2 separate regions of the Anas platyrhynchos genome follow, and region 1 is linked to region 2. The links are chromatin contacts, called in public Hi-C maps. All regions are on one chromosome and are shown on one strand. Each heading gives the region's core, a stretch centred on a gene start, on an enhancer-like site or on the middle of the called end of the contact. The rest is flanking DNA. Distances are from core to core; before and after follow the strand shown.

The links. A called contact is a pair of places that touch in the nucleus more often than the background predicts.
Region 1: a contact with region 2 is called in a Hi-C map of liver, with 2.4 times the contacts expected there. The contact joins two enhancer-like sites. A contact is called at or near these places in 2 of 8 Hi-C or Micro-C datasets (liver and subcutaneous adipose tissue).

Annotation. Positions count from the first base shown.
Region 1 is chr2:154,961,271-154,963,970 of IASCAAS_PekinDuck_T2T, reverse strand. No RefSeq gene overlaps it. Among named protein-coding and RNA genes, the nearest start is that of GARS1, 10 kb to the left of the region's middle. Within about 2 kb of position 1,255, at least 8 of the 8 cell types and tissues checked have an H3K27ac peak or open chromatin away from gene starts, as enhancers often do. A contact at or near this core is called in subcutaneous adipose tissue, where this site is marked.
Region 2 is chr2:154,759,904-154,762,603 of IASCAAS_PekinDuck_T2T, reverse strand. No RefSeq gene overlaps it. Among named protein-coding and RNA genes, the nearest start is that of VILL, 5.0 kb to the right of the region's middle. Within about 2 kb of position 1,448, at least 3 of the 8 cell types and tissues checked have an H3K27ac peak or open chromatin away from gene starts, as enhancers often do. A contact at or near this core is called in subcutaneous adipose tissue, where this site is marked.

The DNA of each region.
Region 1 (2,700 bases), core at 6-2,505, 200 kb before region 2:
CTGACAAAGAACAAAACAGCACCATGTCAAAACCCTCCATAAGGCAAAACAGAACAACAGCACCGAAGAAAAACAAAACTAGCAGCGGTGCTCGCTTTGGATGTGACTGGAGGAAGTGTTTCTCCTCGCTTTTTGCCTTTCCCATCTCAGAATACCGACCGCTGCAACTATGTCAGGAAAAGGGGGAGAAAAAAAGGGAAATGAAATCCAGGTCGGAGCCGAGAAGGGAACCTTTCCCTGCACCAAGGTCCAGGTGGGCTCTGGGCACTGTCAGAGTCCTGCTTCCCACCCGGGTGGGTTCCCAGACCCAAATCTTTCTGCCCTAGCTGGGTGTGCGCCCTAAGTGGCAGCAGCCCACCAGGACAGCAGCAGCGCTGCTTGCACCCGCTCCCCTGGGGCAGAAGGACTTGTGTGGGGCAGAGGCGAGACATTTTGGAAAGGTGGGGTGCAAGGCTTGGCTCCCACTGATGCAACGGGGGGAAGGCACAGATGTGTGTGGTGTTTTGGGTCAGACCCTTCACGGAAGGAGCTCCCAGCCCAGCTTCCCATCCTCCCTGCTGTCCTGGATGGTTTTAGGTCTCCCCTGGTGCTTTCAGCCCCTGGGATGATGCCGTTTTGGGGGCACCGGGGCTTGGACGTTGTCTCCCCAGGGGGTGACCCGCTTGCAGCTCGCCGCCGCCTCTCTCCGCCAGCGTTTTCGGAGAGCTTGGCGCGGCGCCCAGCAGCCTTTCACTGCTGCCTTTTCATCCGCCTCAATTCCCTGCCTTCCCTCTCTTGCTCCTCGCGAGGAACAGAGGCAGAGCTTGTTCCAGCAGCCGGGCCCCATCCGCTCCTCCCGAGGAGTGAGGGCCGGGAAGGAGGGACATGGAGGCAAGGGGGCTCTGTCCCACCCCTCCGGGGCCCCGCGGGCGCGCTGCTTCCCAGCAAATACGGTATAAAAAAAAAAAAAAAAAAAAAAAAAAAAAAGCCTTCAGCCTAAAATTGTAAGTCTGATCTCATGACACAGGGTGGCCCTGCATTCCTCACCTCTGACATAACCCGCTGGGAGTGTGCTCGCGGAAAAACACAAACAAGATGTACTGGGCGGCTGGCGGCGGGGCCAGGCGGCTGGCAGATGTGCTGGGTGGGAGAGGAGCCCCCGCAGCCCCACAAACCGCCAGCACGGAGTGTTCCCTGGCGATGTACAGGGGCACGACCCGGCTTCCCCCCCAGCCCGGACCCCAGGCTTTGGGGCCGCGAAGGGCTGGGGGCGGTGGGACGGTGCCTGGGCTGGGAATTATCCAGGAGAGTTGGCTGGTGAACGGCTGAGAGGCGTTTTTAGGGACCTGCGGTGCTTTGGGTTGTTATTTTTTTGGCTTGGGTTTGGGTTTTTTTGTGCCTTAATCGCAGGGGGACCGTGGCGGGGAAGAGACAGAGGGCAGGCTGGAGGTGGCCCGGATGGGATCCCTGGCAGGTTCCTGGGGGGAATGGGCAGGGATGGCAACTGCACATCCCACCCCACACAGGTGTAGGTCCACCAATTCCCCCTTTCCTCCAGATGGGGCACTGGGATTGACTGGTTTGCCAGGGATCACAAGGAGAATCAGACTCACACCACCCCAGGCACAAGGCTCACCTCCCTCCCAGGAAACCCTCCAGCACGCACCAAACCCAGGGCCAGATCCTGCCCAGCACCACGCCGAGCCGGCCTCCCATCTCACCCGCTTGTTTGCTTTTCTTTTGCGAATGCCCTAAACCTTGACGACGACCTATTTTGCCTTCTGTTGCGTAAAGCTCCTTTCCTAGAAAGAGGCTTTGTAACGCTCGCTCCAACCAGCCCAGCTCTCCTCGGCCTGAGCACGTAACAGCAGACTTTAAATGACTGGCAGCCTCAGCTCAGCTCCGAAACATCCCAAAGCCACAGGCAGAAGAGCCGGGAGACTTGCTCAAACCTCACCTGGAGCTGCCAGCCCCGTGTGCCGAGGGAGCAGAGGAGCAGTAACCAGCCTCCAAGCCCCCTCCTCAAACTCCCCTTTTCTTATTTCTTATTTCTTCTTCATCCGTCTGCTCTGGTGCCAACGTTCAACAAAGCTAGGGGAAAGCTTTCCTTCCCTCCAGGCGTTTCTCCCCTGTTACTGCCCTCACATTTCCTGAGCAGTGAAAACATCTGATTATGGTTTTAATTTCACATTTTTTAAAGAAAGGGGGTTGGTTTTTAAATAATTCTCCCCCTTCCTTCACAATGCTTTCAGGGAGGCTGCAACTCCGGCAGAGGATGGCTCACAAAAAAAAAGAAGCAAGAGAAACAATGGTGACAAGAAACGATGGCAACAAGAGCAATAAATGTTCAGATTTGCTCCTTCCATTCCTTTCCTTCTCCATCTCTAACTTCCCACCCTGTTTTTTAAGTTAACTCCAACTCAGCGCTGGTTTATTTTAAGGTGCCAGGCTGCAACCTGAAGCCAGAGACACAAAATGAGCTCAACAAGCCCCTGTTGGCCAGCCGGGAGCACAGGGCAGGGATTAATCCACCAGCAGCAGTGATCGGGGCCGAGGATCTCTGCTTGCTCCCTCCTGCAGCCTGCCCTTGTGCACAGCCCCGTTGATGGCTGAGCTGCTCCACGTGGAGGCAATGCCCCCAGCCTGAAGCCTGATGTGCCAGGGATGGGGTCTGGTGGTGAAGCAGCCCGTTTGTCCTCCAAAACCTACACGTGTGCCCTC
Region 2 (2,700 bases), core at 199-2,698:
TCAGATCTTCTCGTGCAGAGCTTGGTGGCAGCTGGGGTGGCAGCTTGGGTCCTATTGCTTCTTGGACCCAAACTTGCAACTAGGTGTGATGTACGGCCCCATGGGTTGTGCGGAGGACACAGGAGAGCTGGGCTTCACCTCTGGCTTTGACTTTCTGAAGATCTTTAGTGACAAAGAGATTTAACTCTCCAGGCCCTGATGTTGCCTAAAACACAGCTGCAGGAGTTCTGCAATCATTGAAGCAACCAGAACAGCACAAACCAAGTTGTTTCCCTCAAACAGTTTTCACGCCTTTCATCTCCCATCTTTTGAGGGGAAAACCAGAAAATCTCTGTGGGTTCTGCCCACCTGCTTAACATCCTATTTGTGTTCCTGGGGCTGATCTGCAAGAGGCAGGTGGAGATGATGCTGAGAAGTCCCCAGACCATGCAGAGGTGTGCCCAGCACCACCCGAGCTCCTTCCAGCACCATGACGTGTTCAACGTCAATTCACTGGGGGTAATGAAGCAAGTTGAGCACCCTTTGGGGACCATGAAGGGCAGGGAGGGGTGATATTTAACAGGGTGACAATTTCTCAGCCCGGAGGGCGATTCATTTCTCCTGCTCCTTCCTGGTTGGCATACAGAGGGCTGCATTCCTGCAAACAATAGCTCGGCCAGCCTCAGCTACCTGCCATGCCCGCAGCCCTGCAGACACGGTCCTGCTGCTGCCTGCAGGTCCTGGGGATCAGCAGCTTGACCCCTTTGTCTACTAGGGTTTGAAATCCATTGGCTGTGACACTGATTCCATGGGGGTGACTGCTGTGTTGGCAGAAGGACAGGGCTTTGGGATTTCAGCAGAGGGTGCCTGGGGAGTCACAGCAGCAGCCAGGTCGCCGAAATGACAGGGATTAAAAATTAAGCTTGGGAGGGAGGGTGGGGTGATTTTGTGGGCGCTCAGGTATAGTCACCGACGCAAGCAGTCAGGTTTCCCACAGTAGATAAAACCACTGGTCTGCCTGAATGCTAAAAATAAATGGTGAGGGTGAGAGCTCCAGCAGCCTTTGCCACCGGGGCATGTCTCCTGCAAACTGCTGGGGACCCACACCGACTTTCTGCTTTGTGCACAGGCTTCCCATGTAATTGTGGCCCAAAAGGCATAAATAACCTCCTTTTCTCCATCCTACTTGTTCATGGTGCAACTCCCATGCCAGGACAGACCCCAGGATCTCCGGGGATGTGAGCACCACGACATGAGCAAGTTGCTCCTCCACCAAGGGCTGCCATGGTCACACAGCCATTAACTGGTGCTGGCACGGCCCTGCCTTCCCTGCGTGTGCAGTCCTTGCTGTGAAATGTCTGCTTTCTGCTGGATTCAGCTGCCGCTGGAAACTGCTGAGGCTTTGCTCGATGACCCTGACCAAAGCGTGCTGGAATTCGCTGGGTTTCAGACGGTTTTCATTAGGGCTGCGAGAGAGCCCCTGAGGTTTTGTGAAATTCCTGAGCTATCCGTACGGCAATGTGCAGGGCTGGCCGGTTGGTAGGGATGTTTGGTTTTGCTGCTCCTCCCTGCTCTCTGCCTTCCTCTCCTCCTTCTCTTCCCCGTCAAGGTAGGCTCTGCTCTCCCTAGGGGAACATCTGCTCCGTGCTGCGGCTGAGGACTGAAGACTAAGTGGTGACAGGACACTTAGGAGGAGGTTCGCCTTCGTGACCAAGTCAGCAGGCTGGTGCTTGGGTGATTTGGGCTTATTTAGGCCTTTATTACTCAGTTCCCACATTAATACTGCTGGGGAGACCTTATCCATCTCCCTGCTACTGATTGAAGACTGACGTGAGAGAGGTAAACACAGGGCCAGGCTCCCACAATCGCTCACCCTGGGAGGATCAGTTTAGGTGTCTGCGCTTGCTTTGTAAAGGGCTGAATCAGGATTTGAGATCTCTAAAGGAAGTCGGTAATTTAGTAAGGGTTATTAACAGCTGACAGCCCCGAACCTCAGCTCAGCTGGTTGCAGTTTATGTAAAACCAAGGAAAACACTCAGGGAAAGGAATGCAATAGCTCGGTTCTCCTGCACATCATTCCCCCGGGGTTAGACTCTGTATAGATCACCGCATTGCCTTGAAGCTCACCCCTTTAGGTTCTCCATCTCTTTCCTTAAAGGGCCAAGTTGACACGGAGTGCTTCCCCAAAGCCTTTTGGCTTTCTGGAGAAACAGAGCCGTTTTCTGAAGCAGTAGAAAATGGAAGCACAAACCTCATCCATCCTAGCAGGCACCCAGCCAATGACCTGAAGGACATCTGATGCCCAAACTCCACACCTGCATTAGGGGTAGGGTCTGACGGTGACATGGGGTGAGGGGTCTGGGGGCCTTCTGGAAGCCTCCCCAGATGAGGCAATGCCCTGAAAATGGCCGGATCTGTGCTGGGGCCCCACTGCCGCATTCCTCCTCTCCGTTCCCTCTGGAAAGCTGCCAGGGCCTCTGTTTGCCCATGCCACGCCGCACGGCCCCACCTGGGCCATCCTGTTTGCTCAGCACACCTGTTAATTCTTGGCACGAGCGAGCAAGTGGAGAAGGGAACAGAGCAGAGGATCCCGTGCCCCCCGTGCCCCCAGGCAGGGCCAGCAAAACTGATTGACCTCCCAAAGGTGAGGAGCAGCTCCCTGAGGATTTTCCTCCACATCTTTCCAAATATAATTTTGGAAAACAAAATTTGGTGCATCAC